3 separate regions of the Mus musculus genome follow, and regions 2 and 3 are each linked to region 1. The links are chromatin contacts, called in public HiChIP or PLAC-seq maps. All regions are on one chromosome and are shown on one strand. The core of a region is the stretch at or near the end of the contact, and the rest is flanking DNA. Distances in the headings are between cores, read along the strand shown. Region 1 overlaps Srp68 (signal recognition particle 68). Region 2 holds the start of Trim65 (tripartite motif-containing 65). Region 3 holds the start of Fbf1 (Fas (TNFRSF6) binding factor 1).

Region 1 (3,493 bases), core at 602-3,101:
ACAACAACCAAACCCCCTTTCTTTATTTCCTTATCTTTTTTTCTTCTGAGCCTCTCTCTCAGGTTGGGTGAGACTTGGTTCCTATCCCCATGATTCTCCTGTGGGTGTGGTGGAGAGAGAATGTGGCCAGGCTTGCCTGTGTGTCTCTTAGTCACACACCACCATCTCCCCAAGATTCCTGTCAGCCAGTGAAAACAACCCAGCAGTGTCTATAATAGGGGGAGACACTGTGGTGCCGTGTCCCTGCACTGGCTGGCCCAGAGGAGTTCCGTTGATTGATTGAGATGAGCAGGCAGGTCATCATTTCCAAGCTCTAGACACTGCCATTGGCACACCGGGAACAGGGTCCAGTGGGCCACATGTTTCTATGCAGGGAGTGTGCCATTGAGTACTGGCTCGGTAGCAGATGTGGCAGGCTGGGATGTGGAGTGCAGTCCTGCCCCTGCATGTTGAAAGGCGTGTCTCCCTGTGGGAGTCACCTTGGCATCAAGTATAGGTTCTAGAGTAAATGAGAGCCGTAAATATATGAAGACTTCCTGTTTGGAGACATTTTGCCCTAGGCAGGAAGATCCGTGGCAAGTTCTCAGATACTGGTGGTCTCTGAGTCACTCAGCATTGTGGGTGGCACGTGGAAAACATCCCACTAAGTCCTTCCCGTCAGACATAACCTTTTCCTTGGTTGTTGTGGAATATCTTCATAAATCCTTACTGAGACATAGAATGTGGGGGAGCATCGGAAGTTTGTCTTCAGCGCTCTGGTGCCGAGGCGACCGCAGAGGCAGTGACGAGGCTTAGCGTTCTGGCATCCTTTGATTTTTTTTTTTTTTTTTTTTTTTTAATAGTAGAGAATAGAGTTTATTCAGGGCACTGTGAGGGGAGTTGAGGGGGTAGTAGAGACAGAAAGGCAGAGAGAGAGTAGAGGAGTAGAGGCCAGCTGTGAGCAGTGGAGGGGGATGGAGGAGGAGAGGAATGGAGGGGGGAGCAGGAGGAAGAAAACAGAGAGCAAGAAGCCAAGAGTGCATCCTCTGATTTTAAATGTGAACTTTTCCTACCGATAGGAGGGAAGACAGATCCTCATTTACTGCCCACGGCCAGACAGCTCAGCCCCGCCCACCTGAAGCAGTGCTGCTGCGGATTTGTGGGTTCTAGGGCTGACCCTTTCTGCGGTGGCTCCACAGGGGTTTACCTGTCTTACTCGGTTTTCACAGTTCCACTGGAACCTCAGAGTCTGATTCGGTGAGGAAAGGGAGTCTTCTCTGGAGTCACAGCAGACAGGACAGCACCTTGCTGTGTTTGTTCTATGTAATGTACCATGGTCCCAGCAGTCCACACTGATGCCCGCTGCATGGCCGACCTCGGCTAGAGCAGCTGTCCATCCTGACGTCTGTTGGACAGCAGGCACTGCTCTGGTGGGAAGTGAGCTAGCTGATGGGGTGGTGTTTGCCTTCAGGGTACCGGAGGCCATGGTCCTGATTTGTTTCCCAAGTTAGTAAGGGACAGGAAAGTCAGGTGGCCCGTAAGTGGCAGCGTCTGTGTGGTATGTATGGGGCAATTTACAGTTATTTCCTTACACTAGAATGTAGGGAAAACACAAGAGATCTTCAGAAATTTTTATCTGGGCTCCTTCTCCTCTCACAGGAGTGGAGGGTGTTCTGGGCGGGCTTCTGTGGTCCTGAGAGGCCAGTTGAAGGCTGGTGTTTTTCAGGCTGCCTGTTAGTTCTGTGGAAAGTCAAACATGACCGTGGAATGCTAACGCTTTCACTTCAGTGGGTCTGCTCGCCGGTGGCACAGGGCCATCTGCTTCCTGCCTTTTGTGGCTTCCCTGCTCAGTCAGGTTCTTTCGGTTGGAAACATGGTGTGGCAGGCATTCAGTTAATGAGTCACTTTGTGGTTTATCGAGCAGTGTAGTGAGGGTGACACCTAGTACTGGGCGAATACTGTCGCCTCTTTCTTGTCAACCATTTCTGCCCAGAAGTTGTTCTCAAAGAGTTGGCCATGTACAACAATGGACCCAGAATGTCTAGAGAAGACAATTTAGTCTTATATTTAGGAGAAATATCTTCTTGGTTGGATATTGATTAGAAATTTCTGTCTTTTGCTCGAATCTGAAAGAAACCAGAAACTGCAGGTTGGCTCAGATTGTAAAGGTTTGCATACGGCACCTCTGAGCCATGCGATGCCGTGCCTCCTCCAATCTGCTCAAAACAGTCTCTTGCTCCATTTTGCCACTGTGTAGGCTGAAAGTGAAGAAACGAAGGAGCGTCTGTTCGAGTCCATGCTGAGTGAGTGCCGAGACGCCCTCCAAGCCGTGAGGGAAGAGCTCAAGCCCGATCAGGTCAGCCCATCTCCTGTCCTCCCCCAGTCTGAGCTGTCCTCGGGGTGCTCCCAGGGGTCATCACTGGGCCTTGGGCCATTTGTAGATGTGATCAGCTTGTAAGCAGTAGAGGCCTCTGGGCTCCGGTTCACACTTCATACTTCATTCTCTGGCCATTCTTGAGTCATCCAGTGGTCTCAGCCCCTTGTCTCCAGGGGCACCGCCTTTCCTAATGGTGCCTTACTGAGGTCCTTCCCACTTTATACCACACCCTAGAGTCTCCCTCCCTCGTGTGTGTCCCCTACAGATGATCCCACTACCTCAGCCTGTGGAGGGCTGGGATTTTTTTTTTTAAAGATTTATTTATTTATTATATGTAAGTACACTGTAGCTGTCTTCAGACACACCAGAAGAGGATGTCAGATCTCATTACAGATGGCTGTGAGCCACCATGTGGTTGCTGGGATTTGAACTCGGGACCTTCGGAAGAGCAGTCAGTGCTCTTACCCGCTGAGCCATCTCTCCAGCTCCTGAGAGCTGGGTTTACAGAAGCTGAAGCCATGACTAGTTTCTACCTGTTCTTAAGTAGCATTTTAACGTAGACTGAGATGGCTCTAAAGGTGAGGTGGTGCACACCTGTAGTTGTAACATTCTGTAGACAGAGGCAGGAGGACTGCAGTTTAGTAATTGAAAAACACTTAAATATTCCCACCCAGAGTCTCTTCTACCACATGCAGTAACATCTCCATGGATGCTGGAGGTCAAGGATGTGGGTGGCTTAGGGTACTGGTCACACCAGGCATACAGGGATGGTAGAATTTGGGTCTACAGCAGGGAGGCTATGGTCTCAGAGCCGACAGTGGAGCTGTGGTCTCGCTGCTTTTTTTGTTTTGTGGTTCACTGCACATTGAACCTAGGACTTTGTGCATGCTGGGAATGTCTTGTGGGTTTTTAAAAAAACTAGTTTAAGCCAAGATCTCACTAAGTTCCCAGACTGTAATTAAACTCAGGCTCTTCCTGTCTCAGTCGCCTATAGCCAAAACTGCAGGGGGGTGTGCCACACCTGACAGAACTGTCTGACTGTTGAGTTGGGGACAGAACAGGAAGCCTCAGCTGGCTGTTGTCAGCTTTCTGTCAGTCAAGGCCAGGTGTTGGCTTACAGTGGCAAAGGGGTAATCT
Region 2 (3,493 bases), core at 447-2,946, 120 kb after region 1:
TGGCTTCCACCGCTTTGCCTTCTTGCTCTTCAAGCAGGACAAGCCAATCAACTTCTCAGAGGACACCCGTCCCTCACCCTGGTAAGCGACACCCCTGTTTGTCCCCTGAGCCTCAAGCCAGCTCTCTGGGATGGTGGCTCTTGCTCTTTCCTGCTCTTGGTGTAGGTCTTGCGCTTGGCAGCAGTCCCGCGTGCTGGGTGCACTCCAGGGGTTTCCCAGGATTGCCTGCCTGCTCCCTCCCCTCACATGCTGCCCATCTCCTCATAGCTACCAGCTGGCCCAGAGGACCTTCCGCACTTTTGATTTCTACAAGAGACACCAGGAAGCCATGACTCCAGCCGGTCTGGCTTTTTTCCAGTGCCGCTGGGATGACTCTGTCACCCACACCTTCCACCAGCTTCTAGGTAAGGGCTTAGTGGTCAGGCAGGCCTGGGGATAAAGACCTTTCCTGCCATGCCAGGAGATGGCCTTTGAAAGCCAGGGTGAGCCGGGCGGTGGTGGCGCATGCCTTTAATCCCAGCACTCGGGAGGCAGAGGCAGGCGGATTTCTGAGTTCCAGGACAGCCAGGGATACACAGAGAAACCCTGTCTCGAAAAACCCAAAAAAGTCCCTGGCAGAACTCCAGCCTCACAGGCAAGGAAGGAGGCCCAGGTCAGCAGAAGTCCACCACTCTCCCCTTACTTTTCTTGCAGACATGCGGGAACCTGTGTTTGAATTTGTACGGCCACCCCCTTACCACCCCAAACAGAAGCGCTTCCCCCACGAGCAGCCCCTACGCTATCTGGACCGATACAGGGACAGTCATGAGCCCACCTATGGAATCTACTGAGAGACTCAGTACATTCATCTCCGAGGGGGAACTGTCGCAGCAGCTGGAAGGTCACACCTCCGGAGAGAGCCATCTGAAGCCAACTGAGACAGTCCCATGCTGGCCTCTCCCAGGACACCCAGGGGCTTGTGGATGTGCCTCGATTCTATGTGAATAAAATACTTTTTTCCTGATGCCAATATGTCTTCACTTTCGGGCACCCAGACCCTTTTAGTGAAGCTTTAGTGCTCTGTGGGTGAGCAGAAGGTGCCCAGCAGCCCGGTAGCTGGGGGTACACATGAAAAGTGAACCTTTGCCCAGCCTGTGATCTTTGTGAAAGACAGCCCCGGGATCAGAACCTCCTCGAGGAGAAAGTCCTGCCCCTGTCAGACCTAGCAACAGATTGCTTGTTACCTTAGCATATTTCAGCCCCCACCAAGGCCTGGAGCCCCCACTGTGAGGCTAGAGGCCTAGAAACAAATCAGTTCTGCCTACTCCATTAGGAGTGATCTCTGATTCATACTGCCTTTGGGGACCCTGGAACTCCCATCTGCTCTGCTCAGCTGTAGAGGAGATGACAGTAGCCTGTCTTAGGGTTTTACTGCTGTGAACAGACACCATGCCCTGGGCCTTTAATCCCAGCACTCAGGAGGCAGAGACAGACGGATTTCTGAGTTCGAGGCCAGCCTGGTCTACAAAGTGAGTTCCAGGACAGCCAGGGCTACACAGAGAAACCCTGTCTCGAAACCCTCCCACCCACTCCTCCCCCCCAAAAAAGAGTCTAGGGAAGGAACACAAATAGTCAGGGTGGACCGGAGGGAGCCGCGCCCCAGCTCCCAGTGCGTCAGAAGGCGGGCAAGCAAGGGTGACTTGGATCCCTGCCAAGGAACGTTCTAGTGCACCAGGCTGCGCACTGCCGCGACTTCCTGGACTGTCTTCCCCAACGTAGTGCTCGCACTGGTAGCCTCGGCCCCTTTAAGAGATCTGAGCACTGGGCCTCGCTTCCGCCATGGCCGCTCAGTTGCTGGAGGAGGACGTGGTGACTTGCTCCATCTGCTTAGGTCGCTACCGGGACCCGGTGACGCTGCCCTGCGGGCACAGCTTCTGCGGGAACTGCATCCAGGATTCATGGCGTTCCTGCGAAAAGTCGTGTCCGGAATGTCGCCAGCCCTTCCCCGAGGGCGCCAAGCTGTCCCGCAACGTGAAGATGAGCACCTTGCTGCAGGCGCTGCCCGTTCTGCCGGCGCCGCCCGCCGTGACTCCGCGCCGGGACTCCGCCACAAGCCACAGCGCTCGCTGCCTGCGCCACGGGAGGCCGCTCGAGTTCTTCTGTCGCACGGAGGGCCTCTGCGTGTGCAGCGCGTGCACGGTGCACGACTGCAGCCACCACGAGCGGGCGCTGCTGGACGTGGAGCGCCGCGTGCGCGAGGTGCGGGAAGGGCCTCTCCGAGGGCCGAAACTGCTTGTGGCCAGGGCCAGGGGCTGCAGCAGGATCTGCGGGTTCCCATATGAACCCAGAGGGCACGTGCACCTGACTGCTGCACGCAGCTCTCCCCAGGTCCTCTGAATAAAGTAGAGCCAGAGTGTTAGGTCAGGGCTGGCAGCCCCATTCGCTAAGGTGGCCAGCATTCAGTAAGTGTGATTTCTGCCCTTCAGAGACTGAAGGATCTACTCAAGGGTCAGATAGAGTCTCAGCAAAACGTGAATGTAGAGTCAGCAGGGCCAGTCTGCATGGTGGTCGTGACTCTTCCTCTAGGGATGTGCAGTGCCTTTCCAAGCTGAGACAGGGTGATGATGTCATCAGATTTCTGCTTTCTGGAGTCTGAGCCCCAGCTGGGGTGTGGAGGGGGTAAGAGATGAGGGGTAAGAGGAAGGAGGTCTCAGCTGCAAAACAAAAGAAATGAGAAGTGAGTGGGAGCCCGGTGCCCAGTGGAGAGAGTAAGACGCAGGACAAGGGTTTCTTCGGGAGACCGGGCTGCTGTGTGCTGAGGTTGGGTAGAGAGTAGCTGGTTTGGGATATGCAGTGTGTGGGGTACACAGACAGGGGTGGGGGCACAGACATCTACTGAGAGCTGGGAAGAGATGCGGACAGTGAAGTGAAAGAAGTCGCTATGGTATCCCTAGAAGGAGTGGAAATTTGTTGGGCAGGGGATTACATCCTGACAAAGCTGTAGAGATGGCGGCCAGGGCACAAGCAGTTACAGGAGGGAGAGTTCTCCAGGTGCCCCAGGCTGCTGAGAGGTTTTAGTTAAAGGCAAAAGTGACCACGGAATTGGTACCATGGTGGCCTATGTCCTTGCCCATGGCCATCACAGCCAAGAAGTGAGGCTGAGATTACCAGGGATGAGACGGAGGAGATGGAGCGAGAGGACCAGGACTGTAGTGCATGGACCGAGAGGCCGTGGACAGGGAGTGGAGGAGTGACTGGACGGGGACAGGGACAGGGACAGGGATGGGAAGGGAGGGAGCTGAGTGGCTGTGGAAGACTAGCACAGGCAGGCTGAAACCAACGAGGGAAGGAAAGCTGGGTTAAGGATACATGCTTGGGGCATTTTGGTGCTGGTGACAGGGCCAGGGTGAGGTCAAAGGGTGAGTGGCAGAGACTTGAAGGGTGAGCCCTGCAGCTTCTGAAGCCCCAAGGGGTAAGGCTGAGGCACTGCTGCCCCTGACAAGTGTAGGAAAGA
Region 3 (3,493 bases), core at 269-2,768, 87 kb after region 1:
CTGAGAGAACCTGTGTCCCTCTTATGTGATGTCCCTGAGAGAACCTGTGTCCCTTTTATGTGATGTCCCTGAGAGAACCTGTGTCCCTTTTATGTGGTGTCCCTGAGAGAACCTGTGTCCCTCTTATGTGATGTCCCTGAGAGAACCTGTGTCCCTTTTATGTGATATCCCTGAGAGAACCTGTGTCCCTCTTATGTTATGTCCCTGAGAGAACCTGTGTCCCTTTTATGTGGTGTCCCTGAGAGAACCTGTGTCCCTTTTAGGCAGCACTGCTTGATTAGCTTCCGGCCGACATCATCCGTGGTATGGTTGCTTTCTCCTGAGTCTGTTCCATTTCCCTCCTACAAACTGTATACAAGATTCTCCCTCCCCTCCTCTTCCACCTCCTCCTCCTCCTCTTCCTCCCCCTTCCTCCTCTTCCTCCTCTTCCTCCCCTCTCCTCCTCCTCCTCTTCCTTCCCCTCCTCCTCCTCCTTTCTCCCCCTCCTCTTCCTCCTCCTCTTCTTCCTCCCCCTCCTCTCCCTCCTCCTCCCCCTCCTTGTCCTCCTCCTCCTCTTCCTTCTCCTCCTCTTCTTCCTTCTTCTCTTCCTCCTCCTCTTCCTTCTCTTCTTCCTCCTCTTCCTTCTTCCTTCTCCTCTCTTTCCTTGTAAGACAGGTGTATTAGCTGATTTTGTGTATAACCTGACACACCCTAGAGTCATCAGAGAGGAAAAAGCATCAGATGAGTAATTGCCTTCATGAGATCCAGCTGTAAAGCATTTTCTCAATTAGTGATCAATGGGGGAGGGCCTAGCCCATGGTGAGTGGTGCCATCCCTGGGCTGGTAGTCTTGGGTTCAAGGCACTAAGTTCTTTTCTATAAGAACACATGAAGTTGGGGAGGAAACAGCTATGGGAAGATTTGGAGCAGGTACAATAGTACAATGGAGGGTGGACTCGATCTAAACATCAGCACATATAAAACAATTTTTTAAAATTAAATTTGTAGAGAGTTGGAGCATCTGTGTTGGCAGAGCACCACCTTGCCTCTGGCTAGAGATTTATTTACTCCTTCTTTGGATTGCACCTAAGAAAGTGTGTTGTGTTAATTCCGAGACACTATTATGTAGCTGGTCTCAACAGCCAGTTTTGACCTAGGAAATTGACAATCTAGGTCTAGCCTAGGTTTCAAACGCTATGATTCTGGGCGTGGCATGTCCACTGTGTGCCTTTGTTGATAGTTTTGGGTCTTCTGACAGAGCAGCTTTGACCTTATGATTGATCAAGAAGAAGATCATGGTCACCAATTAGCCCTCCGAACTTGAGGAACTCCCTTGCACCTAGTCGGGAGATGCTTTCCCCGCGCTTCACGGGAGTGACGTTGAGACAGCTCCTAGCAACTCGCGGAGCATCCAACAGACGCCTTGCCCCCGCTGCGGGGCACGCTGGGAGATGTAGTCCTTCCGGTCAAGTCCTGTGGTTCGGCCCGCTAGTGAACGGGCGACGGACTACAGTTCCTAGAATCCTCCACGCCACCGTCTATTTGAGGCCAGAGGCTGCGAGGTGGGACTGTCGCCGGCGGAGAGGTGGTAGGCCTGGCCGAACGGAGCGCACTGAGTGGAGTCGGAACCCTGGGATCTGGTTGGGCTTGGTTTCCGTGGCCTTGTTTCTGAAAGGACAGCTCTTAACAGGGCCCCTAGGGACTAGGGAGAAGCTCGGCTGTGTCTGGATTCAGACGGGATGGGCGCGCGGGGGATGGAACATTGAGAGGCACAATGCCTGGCCTGGCGCTACACTCCGGGACCCGCTGTGGCTGAGGGGCGGGCTCGCGGATTTTAAAATGCCTTCATGGAGTTGGTTGAATATGTGAAGACGTGACAATATTCTGGAACACTTTGGCCATTACAAGCTGCCCCTAGAAAATGTACCCCCGGCCCTGTCTGGGAAGCTGCGACGGAATGCATAGGAGATAGCAGAAATTCTTTGATGTGATATGAGCGAAAACGCGTTTGGACTTGTAGATCGCTAAAGTTGCCATTGCACAGGAGAAACACAAGCATTCCCCTGTGTCCACAACCCCAGATACACTTTGCATTTTAATAAGAGACTAGGCACACCGAGAAGACAGATGAGCGCCCCAGCTGCCTTTCTTCCTAGGCACGTGAAGGTGGGTTTGGGTGAAGTGTAAGAGACAAAGAGGAGGTAGGAAATGCTGAGAAATTCTGTTCCCTGTATGAAATGTTTATCATATGTGAACTCACTGTCAGGCTTTGTGCTAGATGCAGCCTATAGAGAGTTTCCTGGCAAGGGATTTGAGTCCGGATGTGGTTTCTCTTTCCAAATGGCTCCACTTGTCACCACTTCCAGGGTAAAGGATATGGTCTACTTTTAAAATACTCTCCAAGCCAAGGAAAGGCCGATAAGTGAATAAGGAATCCTCATGTATTCTCTCTCCCTCCCACCCCTCCCCCAATCTGTTTCTTGCGGCAGGAGCTTACCCTAGCCCAAGAATTCACTATATATATCATTCAAGCTGGCCCCTAACTCAGCAATCCTGCTTCAGCCTCCCAAGTGCTGGGATTGCAGGTATGAAGCACTGCCTAACTTTTTCTTCTTTTTAAAATTTTAATTTTATGCGTATGGGTGTTTTGTCTGTGTGTCTGTCTGTGCACCACATGCATGTCTGGGCAATCAAAAAACACATCGATCCATTCATCTGTCCCCGATGGGAGTGACAGTTTGTAAGCCCCTATGGGTACTGGGGATCCAGTCCAGCTCAAATACTCATCTCTGTCTCTTTTGATTTGTTTGTCAGGGTTTTTCGGTGTAGCTCTGGCTGTCCTAGCAGTCACTCTGTAGACCAGGCTGGCCTCAAACCCAGAAATCCACTTGCCTCTGCCTCCTAAGTGCTACCACCTCCAGACTGCTTTTTCTATTACATACCTCAGGTTGGCCTAGAACTTGTGATTTTCCTGCCAAGTTCTAGGGTTGCCGCTAAGTGTGTATGATCATACCCACCTCAGGAATTCTTTTTGAACTTTACTTACTCATCTGGCGTAGTGGAGCACACACGCACATGGAGGTAAAAGGAAGACTTGCAGGAGTCAATTCTCTACCTCCATAATGCGTGTCCTGGGCTATCCAACTCAGATAGGCAGGCCTGCTGGCAATAGCACCTTTACTCACTGAATGGCATTCAATTCAGGAATTCTGGGATTATAGAAATAGGTTTGACCAATTCCTGGCTGTCCTGGAACTTGCGCTGTAAACCAGGCTGGCTTCACGCTCTGAGATCTGCCTGCCTCTACCTCCTGCGTGCTATGATTAAAGGCATGAACCACTGCTACCCTGCTGGGTTTTGATCTCTTAAGTGAAGGATTCTTAAGAGCCTTGGAGCCAAGCACTGGGAAATGCTGAATTCTACCTTTTATTTATGTGTATTTATTTATTTTTGAGACTTGCGTAGCCCAGGTTGGCCCTGAATTTGCTATGTAGCTGAGGATAGCCTTGAGATTC

Evidence for each region. HiChIP or PLAC-seq counts read pairs in DNA pulled down with a chosen protein or histone mark.
Region 2: an HNF4G HiChIP or PLAC-seq map of pancreatic cancer cells shows a contact between it and region 1. The contact joins the promoter of Trim65 here to the enhancer-like site in region 1. A contact is called at or near these places in 7 of 39 promoter capture datasets (the C10 cell line, the SN4741 cell line, cranial neural crest and 2 more), 1 of 484 Hi-C or Micro-C datasets (bone marrow-derived macrophages), 6 of 115 datasets of contacts at active chromatin or transcription factors (CD8 T cells, the SCID.adh cell line, embryonic forebrain and 3 more) and 2 of 9 other capture datasets (adipose tissue and pancreatic islet).
Region 3: a contact with region 1 is called in an HNF4G HiChIP or PLAC-seq map of pancreatic cancer cells. The contact joins the promoter of Fbf1 here to the enhancer-like site in region 1. A contact is called at or near these places in 2 of 39 promoter capture datasets (3T3-L1-derived adipocytes and embryonic stem cells), 4 of 484 Hi-C or Micro-C datasets (female germline stem cell-derived STRA8 germ cells, germline stem cells, granulocyte-monocyte progenitors and 1 more), 2 of 115 datasets of contacts at active chromatin or transcription factors (embryonic stem cells and pancreatic cancer cells) and 3 of 9 other capture datasets (adipose tissue, liver and pancreatic islet).

Annotation. Positions count from the first base shown.
Region 1 is chr11:116,253,144-116,256,636 of GRCm38.p6, reverse strand. Srp68 (signal recognition particle 68) reads left to right here. Exons shown (of 16, transcript NM_146032.3): 9 at 2,237-2,335. Among named protein-coding and RNA genes, the nearest start is that of Evpl, 17 kb to the right of the region's middle. Within about 2 kb of position 1,851, at least 134 of the 459 cell types and tissues checked have an H3K27ac peak or open chromatin away from gene starts, as enhancers often do. A contact at or near this core is called in CD8 T cells, the SCID.adh cell line, the SN4741 cell line and 4 more, where this site is marked.
Region 2 is chr11:116,129,331-116,132,823 of GRCm38.p6, reverse strand. Trim65 (tripartite motif-containing 65) reads left to right here and starts at 1,696. Exons shown (of 6, transcript NM_178802.4): 1 at 1,696-2,238. The coding sequence starts at 1,819. Mrpl38 (mitochondrial ribosomal protein L38) reads left to right here. Exons shown (of 9, transcript NM_024177.3): 7 at 1-81; 8 at 268-404; 9 at 694-1,007. The coding sequence ends at 830.
Region 3 is chr11:116,166,203-116,169,695 of GRCm38.p6, reverse strand. Fbf1 (Fas (TNFRSF6) binding factor 1) reads left to right here and starts at 1,518. Exons shown (of 31, transcript NM_172571.3): 1 at 1,518-2,144; 2 at 2,468-2,563.